Regions from separate parts of the Mus musculus genome. Here regions 2, 3 and 4 are each linked to region 1. The links are chromatin contacts, called in public HiChIP or PLAC-seq and promoter capture Hi-C maps. All regions are on one chromosome and are shown on one strand. The core of a region is the stretch at or near the end of the contact, and the rest is flanking DNA. Distances in the headings are between cores, read along the strand shown.

Region 1 (3,610 bases), core at 511-3,010:
TTGCAGATGTTCTAATTAAACCCTCAAATAGTTGTTATGCTGTTTTAAAAGGTACTTATTCAAGTGTCAACCAGGCTGTGCTGGGAGGAGGCAGCATAGGGCGGCGAATTAAAGGTAGATTGACTAATCACGGCGGCGATCATAATAATAAAATCAGAGGGAAAAAAATCACATTACGACTTTTCGTGGAAAGGAGGGAGCAGGCAGCCAGCGGCCGCCAGCCCTGTGCCGCCGACACAAAGAGTGCGGGCGATTCCGCGAGACTGATTTATGACGTTTTACAGCCCTATAAAAGCTGTAGCGAGGAGGCAAGCGCTCCTACCACCGCTGGCAGATTTAGTCTAATAAATAAAACATAAACAGTTAACTTTATGTGTCACTTTTATTGTTATCAAGTAAAATATAGCCGAGCCCCGGCAAGCTATGATTTTAAACTATAATTGTTATCAAGTACAACAAGGAGACCTGGCTCCCACCCTGGGCTTTCCCCTCTGCTGCCCCCCCCCCCAACTCTGAGTTATAGAAGATCACTTAATTGGAGTCCGATGACGAGGAGGCCACCCTTAGCTAAGGAACCAGTGGCTGGAAAAATAGTCCTTCCTTGCCCCATCTCTCTTCCCTGACTCTGCCACCTCCCGTGAGGATATTCTGTGTGTGTGGGTGACAGAGGGAGGGAGCAGGGCAAGAATAGGCCAGAGACCCCTGCCCTGCCTCCAAAGAGTAGTTACCTCACCTCTTCTTTTTGGAAGGCAGCCTGGAGCTGGCCCTTGGGAATATGTGTTTACATGTAAACACACGTGTTACACGGATATAGTCTCAGATTGGAAGCAAGCAGGCTCTGCCCACACAGGCTTCCCTTGAGGGTAAGACATGGAGGAAAAACTCTCAGGGCCTTGGGTCAGGGCACTGACTCCTGGCAAATGTCTCATCTTTTCTTCTTCTTCTTCTTCTTCTTCTTCTTCTTCTTCTTCTTCTTCTTCTTCTTCTTCTTCTTCTTCTTCTTCTTCTTCCTTCTCCTTCCTCCTCCTCCTCCTTCCTCCTCCTCCTCCTTCCTCCTCCTCCTTCTTTCTCCTCCTTCTTTCTCCTTCTCCTTTCTCTCTCTCTCTCTCTCTCTCTCTCTCTCTCTCTCTCTCTCTCTCTCTCTTTCACCATTCTGGCAGGTGCTGTGAGAAGTCAGAAGGCCAGGGAGCAGGAGTCACACAAGAGTCATCAGTAGTAGATCTCTGCTCTGGGCTCTGGGCTCTGGGGCCTGGGCCGGGAAGGACAGTGGGTAGCAGGGGTGTCAAGATTTCTGAAATCTGCTTTTGCCAACCACTTCCTGTCTTTCTTCAGAGGGGGCTCAAGCCCTAGACTTCCAGAAATGACATCAGGATCATTTGTATCCCGCTGCCTCAACCTGCCTAGTACTGCTGGGACCCTGTCTCCAAGGCCCCTTGGCCAAGAGGGTTGGGTGAGTGTGTATGGGATAGGGGAAATGGACTTGAGGATCCGTGAATGGGGTAGGGCAGTTCAGGCTCTCCAGCCTTCTAAGCTCAACCTCGGCCCCTCCCCATCCAACCTGCACTGAAGCCCTCATTGAACTTCCTCTTCCTGCGAAAGAGGGGCGCTGCCCTGTGACCTACACAGACTGCAACACGATTGCCATAATGGAGACCACTGGAAAGGCACTGGAGCTGAGGCCCACGGGGCCCACTGGAGGCCGGAGAGGAGACTCTGGGCGGGGGCTAGATCACAGCCTCCCGACAGCCCCCAGTGCCCAAACATTGGAGTCGAGCTGGGAGCCACCCATCTTTAGCAAGGAAGGATTGTCAGTCTGGTGGGGTGTGCAATGGTGAGCACCCCAGCTTCTGCCAGCCATCCCCCACCCCCACCCCCAGCAGCAGCAGCACCACCACCACATACACAAAAAATTGGATACATTTTGAATAAAGCGATTCGGTTCCTTATCCGGGGACTGGGTTGCTCGGTGTGATTGGCCGGCGGAGTCACATGGTGAAAGTAACTTTACAGGGTCGCTAGCTAGTAGGAGGGCTTTATGGAGCAGAAAAACGACAAAGCGAGAAAAATTATTTTCCACTCCAGAAATTAATGATCATGAGCTCGTATTTGATGGACTCTAACTACATCGATCCGAAATTTCCTCCATGCGAAGAATATTCGCAAAATAGCTACATCCCTGAACACAGTCCGGAATATTACGGCCGGACCAGGGAATCGGGATTCCAGCATCACCACCAGGAGCTGTACCCACCACCGCCTCCGCGCCCTAGCTACCCTGAGCGTCAGTATAGCTGCACCAGTCTCCAGGGGCCTGGCAATTCGCGAGCCCACGGGCCGGCCCAGGCGGGCCACCACCACCCTGAGAAATCGCAGCCGCTCTGCGAGCCGGCGCCTCTCTCAGGCACCTCTGCCTCCCCGTCCCCAGCCCCGCCAGCCTGCAGCCAGCCAGCCCCTGACCATCCCTCCAGCGCCGCCAGCAAGCAACCCATAGTCTACCCTTGGATGAAAAAAATTCACGTTAGCACGGGTAGGCAACTTTGCTTTTTGCCCCCCTCCCTTTCCCGGCGCTCCCCACCCTCCCTGGCCCCCTCTGGCCCCGTCCTCCTTTCTCTCCTTCCCCCTCTCTCTCCAGGAGCGACTCTGGGTTAGCACAATTGAACTGGATTTACGAGCGAGAATGGGTAATTACATCCCCCATAAATTTTATGGCTTAGCTACTCTGGGCAGTCCGAGCCATGTGCTACGATCTGTTATGTATGTGTGAAAACTATGCTTGCTTTCTAAGGGCGCATAAATAATTCAGTGTCGTTACAATGAGGATTCCCCTCTTATTACACTACAAAGTCTCTAGCTTCCTTCAACTTCTTTATAACCCATTTAGCTTGATGACTTTATTTCCACCACTCCCTCCTGTTCCTCAAAGCTGAGGATGGGGTGAGGGTGGGGGCAGGGAGCCTGCTGCCTCTGAACCCCACTATTTGCTTCCCCTCCCCCTTCCCCAGTGAACCCCAATTATAACGGAGGGGAGCCCAAGCGCTCGAGGACAGCCTACACCCGGCAGCAGGTCCTGGAATTAGAGAAAGAGTTTCATTACAACCGCTACCTGACCCGAAGGAGAAGGATCGAGATCGCCCACTCGCTGTGCCTCTCTGAGAGGCAGATCAAAATCTGGTTCCAAAACCGTCGTATGAAATGGAAGAAGGACCACCGACTCCCCAACACCAAAGTGAGGTCAGCGCCCCCGGCCGGCGCTGCGCCCAGCACCCTCTCGGCAGCCACCCCCGGCACTTCTGAAGACCACTCCCAGAGCGCCACGCCGCCGGAGCAGCAACGGGCAGAGGACATCACCAGGTTATAAGACATAACTTACACCCCTGCCCCCACCCTGTGCTCCGTGCCCCCCTCACACACAAATTGACTCTTATTTATAGAATTTAATATATATATATATATTTTGGTTCTTTTCTCTCTCTTCCTCTTGCCTCCTCCCTTGTCAGTTCCAAACAGACAAAACAGATAAACAAACAAGCCCCTTGCCCTTTTCCCTTGCTGTTAAAGACCCCTTTAAGCATGTGGTGTTGTCTTAGCATGGTACCTGCTGGGTTTTTGT
Region 2 (3,610 bases), core at 575-3,074, 110 kb after region 1:
GCTCTAGGGGCCTTGGTCGCTTGCTGGCAGGAGTCCCCAAGCAAACTGTTTCTCAAGGCCTCAGTTTCCCTATTGGCAAAGCTTTAAAGAGGAGGCAGGATTTCAGACCCTATTGATCTGTTTTTCCTGGTCTAGAAGGCTGAGCATCTGGAATCTTGCAGGCCCTGGTCAACAGTGAGTGGCACAAAGTGCCCAGAGTGGCTGTTGTGCAGAGTTCCCAGGGGAATGAAGCCAGGACCATATAGAAAACGACCAATGAGGGCTGCTCAGAATGAGGAATGGCCAAGTCAAGAGTCCTCATCCCACATCTCTCCCCCAAATCCTCCTCAGCAGTTTTTTTTTTTTTTCCATTCTGTTGCAATATTGAAGTATCTGTGCTCTTGTCTTTGGACCCCTGAAGGATCACACCCAGTATCACTGAGGACTCCTAAATCTCTATCGCCAGCCTAGTCTTCACAGGAAACTAAGACCCATGAGCCTCCTCTACTTGGATCTTTAGCAGGCATCTCACACTAAATGTGTCCAAAGCATGTCTCCTGATGCCAGCTCCTTGGTATTCCATGATACCAGGTAATGACAAGTTCCATGTTCTGGTCACTGGTAGGAAACAAAACAACACAAAAACCTCTTAGTTTTTCCTTGATGATGCTGCTTCCACGGTTCCCATCTGACTCACCGCAACCACCCCCCACCCCCACCCCGAGCTGACTCTGCAACATTCATCCAGGCCCCACTCTCTCCTTGCTGCTACAGTGCACTCTTGGACGTCCTTGTTTCCCACTGCATTCTCAACATGACAGCATTGAGTAGTCAAGGGGAGTATGCATATCACTCTCAGGCCCTGACTCTCCAATGGCTCCCTGTCCATTCAGAGTGGAAGTGCAAGTTTAGCTGTGACTCATTAGTCCCCACATGATCGTGATTAGCTTTCTGTGACCTCTTAGAAGCCACAGCTCATTCCCTTCCTTATTTTCCCTGCTCCAGCCATACCGGCCTCAATGCCATTCCTCCAGCATGCCAGACTGCTCGCAGGAGGGTTTCCCCTTGCTGTTTGTCTGCCAGGAAAGATCTTCCCTAAATCTGCCTGGGTCGTCAGCATATGGTAAATGCCAGGTTCCATATGTTGGGGGGCAGAACACAGATATGCAAGGGAGGGAACGGGAAGATGAAACAGGGGAGTCGGGTACCACACAAGACATGAAATGGCTTGTCTTGCTTTCTGTCTTCCTGGGATTCTGTCTTCAGAAGATCAGGGATCTCGGGGTGGGGCTGCTCTTGGTTCTTCAGCAAGTGGCCCCTTTCATACTAACCTCAGGGCTGATGGACCCACATCTATCAATCTCAGGACTTCTGGACAGGAGCCGTCTGATGGTCCTGAATGAACAGGCCGGTCCTTTCTATGCTGAAAGGATACAGAGAAGAAGCCACCTCTTCCAACCATGCACTTGTTACCACCACCTTCTGCCTCTCCTTCAAGCCTCTTACTCTGGTGCTAGGATGTAGGCTTGAAGAGGAAAGGGAAGGGCTCAAGGTAAAGGGCACAGGAGGCCTAAGAGAGTAAACTGAGGCAGAGAGAAACACAAGCTGTGCAGAGCCAGTGACCCAGAGATAGAGCGGAATTGCACAGGCCAAAAGGGGTCCAGGTCAGAGGTGGATGCAGCCAGCAGGTGAAAAGCAGCAATGCACTGAGGGCTGGGCGCTCTGTCCAAAGGATTAAGGTAGGTAGGCTTTGGAAGTAAGGAGCCCAGGACAGCTCCGAAGAGGAACAGGCGGGGCGGCGCGGGCAGCAGGACCACACGCTGCCGGGCTGCGCGGGCGGAGGCAGACTGAGGCGGGCGGAGGCGGCGGGCTCAGCGGAGCGGGCGGGCGCCGGGAGCGGGCTCGTAAAAGCCGCGCGGCGCGGGGAAATTGCCGCCAGAATCGCTGAGCTCCACAAAACGCCGCCCGCGCAGCCCGCCGCCGCGCCCGCTCCAATCTCCAGCCTCATCGGCGCGCGGGCTGGTTATGCATTTAAATGTTATTTAATTGGATTGCGGAGGAGCTGGGGGCCAGAGTGCCCCCGCCTCCGCCCCGCACGCGCTGCACGTCTGTTTTCCGAGTCACAGATTGCCACGCACCCCCTCCTGCCCAATCCTTTGCCTCCGACGCTTCTCTCCCTCCCTTCTGAACCCGGCCAGAGGACACTCAGAAAGACATCAGCCTATGAAGACTGAAAACTAAGAGGCTACGCACGAACACACACACACACATCCTGAAGACGCACAAAGACATAGCAGCAGCAAAAATTGGCTACACTCACTTATACCAGTGTCCATCTGGAAGATTAAGAATGGCAAACAAATATGGTCCCTAGAACCACAGAAGTACACAAATGTGTATTAACACACTCATGCTGCAAGACAAAACATCACCTGACCTCTCCCGGGGTAATGACACTCACAAAGCGACACTGCCAAGCATGGGCAGAAAGGATGCCAAAGCATGACCCTCATAGGGTAAGGCAGAGACCCTCCCCAAAGCTGAGTAAGAAGGGAAGCCTGTGTTCACTCTTACACTCAGCCAGACCACCACCTATTTGCTTTGCCTATTCAGGGTTGGAAAACAAAACCTTTTGTTCAGCGACATACTGTCCTCCCAAACCACAGCACAGGAAGCTTCAAGAGGCAACTGCATTTGTAAGGATGTTTTTTAAACCGAACAAAGAAAGAAAATTGAGTCCCAATTACAACAAGCGGGATAGCAGATAGACACCAGGAGGGCCTTCCTGAGAGGATAGAAACTGGAATCCCAAGAGGTGAGGTTGGCCATGTGTGTGAGGTGGGGAGCTAGCTAAGAAGTCAGCACCGTGGAGGTTAGGGTCAAGGGTTAAGGTTAGGGAGGAGAGCACGTCCTGCATAGGCAGTTCTCCACAGGCTCCCAGCCAGCAACAGTTAACTGTTGACCTGAGATGATCAGGATTACGCCACTTCAATTAATGAAAATGGAAATGGCAACCTGGCTTGGCACAGGTCCCCGCAGAGGACCATTCTGGGCTCTCCGCCATCCCTTCTGCGAGCAGGGCCCGGAGACTTGAGGATCTGAGCGGGGCTGTGGGGACAGAAGAACAGGCAAAATGTACGGGGGGGTGGGGGTGGGGGAGATTCTATTGCAGCTGACCTGCTTGCATTGTATCTGAGAGCATGAGGGCCCAATCAGAGAAGAGAAAGTATCCTCACACACAGGCTAATTCAACCTTGTCTGCTAAAGTGTAGGTTCAGGCAGGCTGACAATCAGGCTTCTGAAAAGAAAAGCAATTGGTTTCCCCCTAAGCAACTTATTTCTGCATCATCTGATGGCCATTGCTGGGCAGTCGATCCATGTGTCTAACCTCAATGTCTCATGCTCCAGTTGAATTTACTTCTCTGGGGAAATATCGGAGGGAAGGAGAGGGACTGGCATTCTAAATAGGAACACTAGGAGAGCTGAAAGTTGGTTTGAGATAGGCCACAAGCTCTAATCTCTATTCTTTTTCCCACTCTGCTACTAGCTCTTGGCCTCAACTATGACCAAGCTGCCTTTCCAGTACCATTTGTTGTTGTTGTTGTTGTTTGTTTGCTTGTTTGTTTTTAAG
Region 3 (3,610 bases), core at 499-2,998, 94 kb after region 1:
TTCTACCGTAGAGCTACATCCCTAACCCAGGGAAGAGCTCTTCTATAGCATTATACGTGTGATGCTCTGGCCAGGAACCCTCAGAGCTTCCTGGAGTCCCTCTCTACAAAGCTAAACCTCCTCTCAGCTTTACAAGGCCTCCTCCAAGAAGCCACGATTTAGAGCTTGGTATGGCAGCACATGCCTGCAATCCCAGGACTCGGGAGGCTGAAGAAGGAGGATCTCCGGTTCAAAATCAGACTGAACTACACAGTAAGGCCCTCTCTCAAAATAAGAAAACAAAACAAAACCAAAAAAGAAGTCCTCAGTTACTTAGCTTCTCTGTGTCTTATTTTACTCATAGGACTTTTTCTTCTGGAGAACAAGTCTCACTATGCAATTACATAATGCTATATAATCATGTGGTTGAATCTTAAATAGGACAGCCTATGGAAAATGCACAACACGTAGGACCGAGCACATTCTAGGGGTCAAATACATTGGCTATTATCATTGTCCTGCACTCATTTACCTAGGCTTTCAGCCACCTCTAAAGGACCTTTGAAGTTCACGGATTCCAGCTCCATGTCTTACACATGGGAAAAATAAGGCCTAAAAAGAAGAGACTTGGGTCAGAATCAGAACCTAGATTTTCTTTTACCCAGGCTCTTTCCCTGAGACATGCCCTTGCCCTTAGTTGAACAATGAAGAATTCATCTGGGGTAGTGTTGGGTTTTCTGTCACTGAGACAATGACTTGAGGAACAACTTCAAAGGCCATGTCTCTGCTCACAGTTTCAGGCCTTTAACTATGGCCTGGGCAACACTGTGTCCAGTGGAGCAGAGCATCATAGCTGTGATGATGTAGAGGACAGAGTTACTCAGCTTATGGAAACCAGGAACAGGACCCTCCAGAGGTATGCCCCAGTTGCCTTCCTCCATCTAAGCTCCACCTCCTAATGTTTCCATCACACCCTAAAACAGCGCCCCCAGCTGGGGACCAATTGGTTCCACATGCAAGCCTGTGGGGAAATATTTCATATTAAAACCATAACAAGCAGACTGGGGCTTCCTCTGCCACGAGCATTCTATTAGGAATGATTACTTTAGATCCTCTTTTCAAAAAGACCTCCCTGGAAATAAAGAACGAAAAGGAAAACAAAATGACTCACTCTGAATCCCACAACAAACGGGGACCTAGGAGCTGAAGAGTTGGTAAAGTGTTGGCCTAAAATGCCCAAAGCCCTGGGTTCAATCCTCACCACGTTATAAGATGGGTGTGGCGATATAAGCATGTATTCCCAGCACTCAGGAAGTAAAGGTAGGAGTCAGAAATTCCAGAACATCCTTGGCTACATATCAAATTCCAAACCATCATGGGTTAAATGAACCCCTGTCGCAAAGCCAAAAATAGAGAGAAAAAGAAAAAGGAAAAGAAACAAAAAATTAGTTTGACTGTCAGAAGGAAACACTGCAGGGCCAAGAGCAAGATGGCCTGGAGCCTAAACAGAGGGGTCCTCTTTTCTCTACACTGGCAGCCTGTCAGAAAAATACCCTGGGGTGTTACAGATCCCAGGCTTAGACCCTGGCAATGTGGTCTCAGAAATCCAAGAGGTGGGGCCCCAGAGGGGACATGTGCTTCCCAGGGCTTCCTTGTGAGAGAAAAAAATACTACAGGAAGTAGTTCCTGGGGTAGGTTCTTTGGGCTTGTCTACTCTGACAGGAAGTGGGGTACCAGGGAGTGAAGCAGACATGTTGGGCTCTGCTGGTCCAGGTATCTCACCCCGACATGCCTCAGTCCTGAGCCTGTAACTCCACCCTAGCTACAGCCCAAAACAGCACTCCATAAAACACACATTGCTTTAATTTTCCTTTGAAGGGGCAATTTAGCAGGCCACCTGCAAGCCCTTGGGAGAGTTAAGGAGATCTATCTTGTTTTCTCCAAGTGCCCTCCCCAAAGTGGATTCCTGAGGTCAAAGTTCACAGGTAACTATTGAGGAGGAAGAGTGTTTGGAATAAGCATAGTGTTTGCTGAGAGTGGAGAACAGAAGTATTTTTAAATTTATATGAAGGAAAAGAGAGAAAGCAGGAGAAAGCCAGGCCCAGCCAACAATGAGGAACACACAAATGCTGTGTGACTCAGCCTGGATCTTTTCCCTCTCTGGGTCTCCTGTAAGCAAATATCTCATAAAGTAAGAAATGTGTGACTCAGCTCCAGCCTCTGGGGCCCTCACACCTACTCAAGATGAGATTCTCTGATATTCATGCTCACAGCCAAACTTTACTTACAGAGCCCTGGCATTTTCCTTTTTGGGATCTTGCCAGGACTCACTAAGAGCAATTTCAGCCCCCAGCAACCACAGACCCTCCTCTGCCCTCAACTTCACCCCCTGGGTTCTTCTGCCTGTCTTCAAAGGTGGATTTTATTAGGCTGCTGGGAGGAGGGAGCCACCACCCTTCCTTAACTTTTTTTTTCCCAGGGATTTTCCCATGGCCTTTCTCTTCTTCTCTCTAGAGCAGGACTGAGGGGCAGCCGCTCCTTGGTCTCTGGATATATCCAAGATCCTTAGGGACCACAAGAGAGTGGGAGATGTAAGGGACAGGACCCTAGGGTGCCTTGCACAGGTACTGACTCCCCTTCAGCTCCCTGCAAGGAACATCTCCTGTCGGTAAGGTATGTGAAGCTCAGAAGTTTGGGGGTACTCTCTGCAGCCTCCACCAACTCCTCTCCCAGGGGTGATGTGGGAAAATGAGGGCTAGTCAGAAGCAGAAATGTAGGATGGGGGTCTCATTCACTCAGGAGCCCTCCCCCTTCTTCACACTTTGGAAGAGTTTTTCTGGTCTCTTAGAATTCCAGCCTCAGTATTCTCAGAGTAGGGTGATAAAACAAGGAGCCTGTTCTCAGGCTAAGAAGGGCTCCAGAGGTCAGGGTCGGGGATGGAAGGCAGGATATCTTGGCTGTGGGCCGGAAGACAGAAGTATGGGAACCCAGGGTGATGGGAAACTCCGGTCCCTGAGGTAGCAGCAGCAGCAGACCTCACCAGGGGCGCCCACTGGAAACTTGCCAAGCTTCTGCAGCCCCGGCATCCCAGTGGGGACCTGAGAAGGCCTGATGCCAAGTCACAGGGCTGGTTCTAAGGGATGGAAGGGCAGATTCTCCCCCAGCAGTTGTCAAGGGGAAGAGAAACAGAATAGAGCCCACACGAGGGGATTGAGAGGACCAGACAAACCTCAAATAGTGGAGTCTTGTAGTACTCTGTGTGTTAAGCTCCCCCTTTTGTCTGTCTGCTTTTTGCAATACTCTACATAGTCCTAGCTGTCCTGGAACTCAGTATGTAGATCAAAGTGACCTCAAATTCACAGAGCTCCCCCTGCCTCTGCTTCCCAAGTGCTGGAATTAAAGGCATGCACCACCAAGCCTAGTTTAGTTCTCAACCTTTTAAATATAAATAAATTGAAAATATAAGCAATAAGAAAGTGTCCTCATTTCATGCGGATATGCCTAGAATTCACACTCACCTACTTTCTCTGGATCTATAACCCGCCCAACTCAATTTCAACACCATCCATGGCTTACCACTTAACCTTCCCTCTAGGAAGTGGCTGTGTGTCAGTCTGCCGCTGGGCCTGTC
Region 4 (3,610 bases), core at 491-2,990, 80 kb before region 1:
AAAGTCTGAGTAAATGTGGGCAGGTAGAAAAGTTGAGGAAAAATGGATTTGGGAAGATATATTTGGAAATAAGCTAGCCATTTCTGTCTTTCCTGTCTGACTGGGGCTTTCAGTGATTCATCCTTCAACAAAGAAAATCAAATTAAATACACTTTAAAGCGGGAAAACCAATCTGAAGGCGGCCCTGAGGGTGGGGGAATGGTTTAGACTACCTTTGGTTTTGTCTAAGAGTACAGGGTTGAGTTGCTCTTTTCTAAAATGTTATGTCCTGACAGCTCCTTCTTAGGACCAAGGTTACTGCTGCTTTCTGTTTGTGCCAGTTGTTTGGGCACCATGGATCCAGCCCAGAACATTTCCATAAAGTTATATTCAGATGCCCAGATGTATGTTGTAATAGCCAAAGGGACTGGAGGTTTAAGGAGTCATTGAGTATTCCCCTATGGACACAGCGGTCCAGCAAGGAGGGTTTATAGACTTGGAGAAGGGCAGGGTTGGACTGAGATGTAGAGAAGAAATAGGAGTGAAAGAGGCTGGGGACTTCAGGCCCTACCCTGCCTACTTTTTGATTGGTATTAGAGATAGACACCTCTACCCACCTAAGCTCCCCAAATCATTAAAAAAAAAAAAACCTCTCCAAATGTAGTTCCCTTAGCATACATCCTGCCTGGACCTTATTGCCAGCCTTCTTTTCAGCCTATTAGCTGAAGCTGAGCTCCCAACCCGAAGGGCCCCAGATAGAGAAGATAGATGACTCTCACTCTAAATCTTTTTCTTTGGGGTTTGGGATTTTAAAATCCACAGTGAATGTAGCTTTCTGCACATTGATTGACAATAAAGGCAGGCATGAAATATTCACCCAGGGCCACTCTCTCATACTAAATATTTAACACAACATTAGAGAAGGTTTTTCCCAGACTTCGCCAGGCACCGGCTGGGCGGCTGGCGCACTGCTCACCACTGGTTTATGACTAATAGGAGTCCCTAGCCAGCGGCAGCACAGCAAGCTAGACAAAGTTGGGACACTGGCTCATAGCTGGGCTGCCTCACCTTTGGGAAACTTCAGATACTCTTCCTGGGAGCCTGTCCTATAAGGGAGCGCACCTTATTCTGGTCAGGAAAGTAATATAAAGGACTTCTTATGAACAAGCTCTGATTCTTCAGGTAGAGGGTTAAGAGTCCCTGAAACTTGTTGGGAAGCATCCAATATTTCCGGGGAAATCAGGCAGGAAAAGACCCTTTCTTTTACCCCCCGCCCCCCAGCTTGTCATAAGGAGGGGACCAAGACCCCGAAACGGAAAACCCTTCTCCTTCCCCCAATCCTAGGGGGGAAAAGAACAGCAGTTAAAAAAAAATACAATTACCCCCTCCCAGCCACCGCCCCCGCCCATCCCACCGCCCACCCCACCCCAACCCTCTCTCTCTCTCCTCCTTTTCTCGCTCTGTGGAATGGAGAGGAGGGGAGTGACGAGAGAAAAACGAATACAAATCTGCAATTGATTTTCATAATGTTTCTGCGGTGTTTGCAAACCAATCGCCTGAACGTCCCCGATCTTACCTAAGAGAGAACCCCTCCTACGTCTGCGAAGTGCTCCGAACTGATATATGACAATATCTACTTTGGATCACGTGCTCGGGGAGAGAGACTAAGACGGATAACGCGTCATCTCGCCTTCCCAAAATTTCCCCCCTCGCTAGATCGGGTCCAAAACCTCCAGCCGGAGGAGGCAGGAGAAGAGAACGATGTTTAACTCGGTCAACCTGGGCAACTTCTGCTCGCCTTCGCGCAAGGAGAGGGGCGCTGACTTCGGCGAACGAGGGAGCTGCACCTCCAACCTCTATCTGCCCAGTTGCACTTACTACGTGCCTGAGTTCTCCACCGTCTCTTCCTTCCTACCCCAGGCTCCCTCTCGTCAGATTTCTTATCCCTACTCAGCCCAAGTGCCCCCGGTCCGGGAGGTCTCCTACGGCCTGGAACCGTCCGGGAAGTGGCACCATCGGAACAGCTACTCGTCTTGTTATGCGGCGGCCGACGAGCTTATGCACCGGGAGTGCCTGCCTCCTTCCACAGTCACTGAGATCCTCATGAAAAATGAAGGCTCCTACGGCGGCCACCACCACCCCAGCGCCCCGCACGCGGCCCCCGCCGGCTTCTACTCCTCAGTCAACAAGAACAGCGTCTTGCCCCAAGCTTTCGACCGCTTCTTCGACAACGCCTACTGCGGTGGGGGAGATGCGCCCGCCGAGCCCCCCTGCTCCGGCAAGGGCGAGGCCAAGGGGGAGCCTGAGGCGCCCCCCGCCTCGGGACTTGCGTCCCGGGCAGAGGCCGGTGCTGAGGCCGAGGCCGAGGAGGAGAACACGAATCCCAGCTCGTCCGGTTCTTCCCACTCGGCGACCAAGGAGCCGGCCAAGGGAGCCGCCCCCAGTAGGTAGCAGCGGCCGGGAACCCGAGGGCAGCGAGGGAGGGAGCGGAGAGGGAGGGCTGGAGTAGTGGGGGGGGGCAGGGGAGCGCGGACAGCCTCGTGTTTTGGGTCAGTCTGATTTTATGTGGAGTTTTATAAGCATTCAAAGGATTTTATTATAACCTACAAAGCCCTCTCTCCCAACGACTCGACTTTTTACGATGGAGAAGGGGTGGGGAGGGAGGGAAAGGGGCTCTTTGGAAAAGCCGGGTGAGCCCCCCTCCTCCGTTATCTCCCTCGGTCTGTGAAATTTTTAAAAGTGCCACCATTGCGGGCGATATTAACTTTGATCGTGAACTTAGAGGAGCGTTTAAGAAAGGATGGGGAGTCGGACTGCTGGGGGGTTGGGAGGGAGGGGAGGGGTGGAGGGGGAAAGGGGAGGGCGAGGGACAGACTGGGAGAAATCCAGAGAAGGGGAGAGGTAAGGAACAGAAGCGACGCGGCAGAACTGGAGTCCAGGGAAGCTCTCCAAGGCCGCTCCTCTTCTTTTTAAAACGACTTTTAAAAATGTTCAAATTACGTGTTCGCGGGTCTTTGAGAAGAAACCGGGGCAAGCCGGGGTTTGGCGGTGGCAGGAGAGTGGGGAAAGAATCAGAGATTCCCTTGCTCTGCAGGGGAAGGTAGCGGTGGCTCTCCAGGGTCCGAGGCCTCTCTCTGGGTAGGCCCAGCCTGACTGTACGCAAGCCTGGGGCAGGCAAGCGGCTGGGTGTCCCAGGGCGCCAGGGCACCACAGGAGGCTCGTAGGTGTCCTGCTACCTCTACGGGCTAGTTTGCTCCCGATTCCTCACTGCTCTCTCCTGATCTCACTCCTTCGCGCCGATTCTCCGCGGTTCCCTCCGATTTCTGGAGGAAGGGATCCTGGATTTGCAGAAGCATTAGGAGGGCGGCTTGGAAAGGGCAAGGGCAGCGACCAGGAGCAGACAGAGCACCCCAGGGAAAGCACGTGGCTCAGGCAGGCTTTCCTCCACCCTCAGACCTTGTCAGCTAGGGCTCTGGCCTGAGGGGCAGGGGGAACTAGGTTCTCAGTGAACCTGGCGGTGGGATCAAGGCTTGCCCCAGCGCAGCGGATACGGAAGAGGAGCCGCCGGCCTAGAGGGAGGGCTGCCCGGCAGCGGGACTGGGAGCTGTGTAGCTGAGCTTTCAGCGACTGG

What was found. Promoter capture Hi-C pulls out the DNA fragments that hold promoters and counts their contacts. HiChIP or PLAC-seq counts read pairs in DNA pulled down with a chosen protein or histone mark.
Region 2: a contact with region 1 is called in a promoter capture Hi-C map of embryonic stem cells, with 46 read pairs. The contact joins the promoter of D930007P13Rik here to the promoter of Hoxc4 in region 1. A contact is called at or near these places in 2 of 39 promoter capture datasets (cranial neural crest and embryonic stem cells), 1 of 15 datasets of contacts at CTCF or cohesin (the NIH/3T3 cell line), 6 of 484 Hi-C or Micro-C datasets (bone marrow-derived macrophages, differentiating embryonic stem cells, embryonic fibroblasts and 2 more), 15 of 115 datasets of contacts at active chromatin or transcription factors (acute myeloid leukemia, craniofacial prominence, embryonic basal ganglia and 8 more) and 3 of 9 other capture datasets (adipose tissue, liver and pancreatic islet).
Region 3: a CTCF HiChIP or PLAC-seq map of the NIH/3T3 cell line shows a contact between it and region 1, with 16 read pairs. The contact joins the enhancer-like site here to the promoter of Hoxc4 in region 1. A contact is called at or near these places in 1 of 39 promoter capture datasets (embryonic stem cells), 1 of 15 datasets of contacts at CTCF or cohesin (the NIH/3T3 cell line), 15 of 484 Hi-C or Micro-C datasets (the Ba/F3 cell line, the G1E-ER4 cell line, LSK cells and 10 more), 12 of 115 datasets of contacts at active chromatin or transcription factors (craniofacial prominence, embryonic basal ganglia, embryonic forebrain and 6 more) and 2 of 9 other capture datasets (adipose tissue and liver).
Region 4: a contact with region 1 is called in a promoter capture Hi-C map of embryonic stem cells, with 31 read pairs. The contact joins the promoter of Hoxc11 here to the promoter of Hoxc4 in region 1. A contact is called at or near these places in 9 of 39 promoter capture datasets (cranial neural crest, embryonic stem cells, frontonasal cranial neural crest and 5 more), 2 of 484 Hi-C or Micro-C datasets (embryonic heart and pancreatic cancer cells), 8 of 115 datasets of contacts at active chromatin or transcription factors (craniofacial prominence, embryonic basal ganglia, embryonic forebrain and 2 more) and 2 of 9 other capture datasets (adipose tissue and pancreatic islet).

Annotation. Positions count from the first base shown.
Region 1 is chr15:103,032,635-103,036,244 of GRCm38.p6, forward strand. It overlaps Hoxc4 (homeobox C4), which reads left to right and starts at 1,761. Exons shown (of 2, transcript NM_013553.2): 1 at 1,761-2,527; 2 at 3,003-3,610. The coding sequence starts at 2,089. The coding sequence ends at 3,358. All of the region lies in intron 2 of Gm30528 (a long non-coding RNA gene), which reads right to left.
Region 2 is chr15:103,145,004-103,148,613 of GRCm38.p6, forward strand. It overlaps D930007P13Rik (Riken cDNA D930007P13 gene), which reads right to left and starts at 1,825. Exons shown (of 7, transcript NR_045743.1): 1 at 1,311-1,825; 2 at 512-597.
Region 3 is chr15:103,126,448-103,130,057 of GRCm38.p6, forward strand. It overlaps D930007P13Rik (Riken cDNA D930007P13 gene), which reads right to left. Exons shown (of 7, transcript NR_045743.1): 4 at 512-591. Among named protein-coding and RNA genes, the nearest start is that of D930007P13Rik, 19 kb to the right of the region's middle. Within about 2 kb of position 1,749, at least 26 of the 459 cell types and tissues checked have an H3K27ac peak or open chromatin away from gene starts, as enhancers often do. A contact at or near this core is called in the G1E-ER4 cell line, the NIH/3T3 cell line and embryonic limb bud, where this site is marked.
Region 4 is chr15:102,952,786-102,956,395 of GRCm38.p6, forward strand. Hoxc11 (homeobox C11) reads left to right here and starts at 1,741. Exons shown (of 2, transcript NM_001024842.1): 1 at 1,741-2,422. The coding sequence starts at 1,741.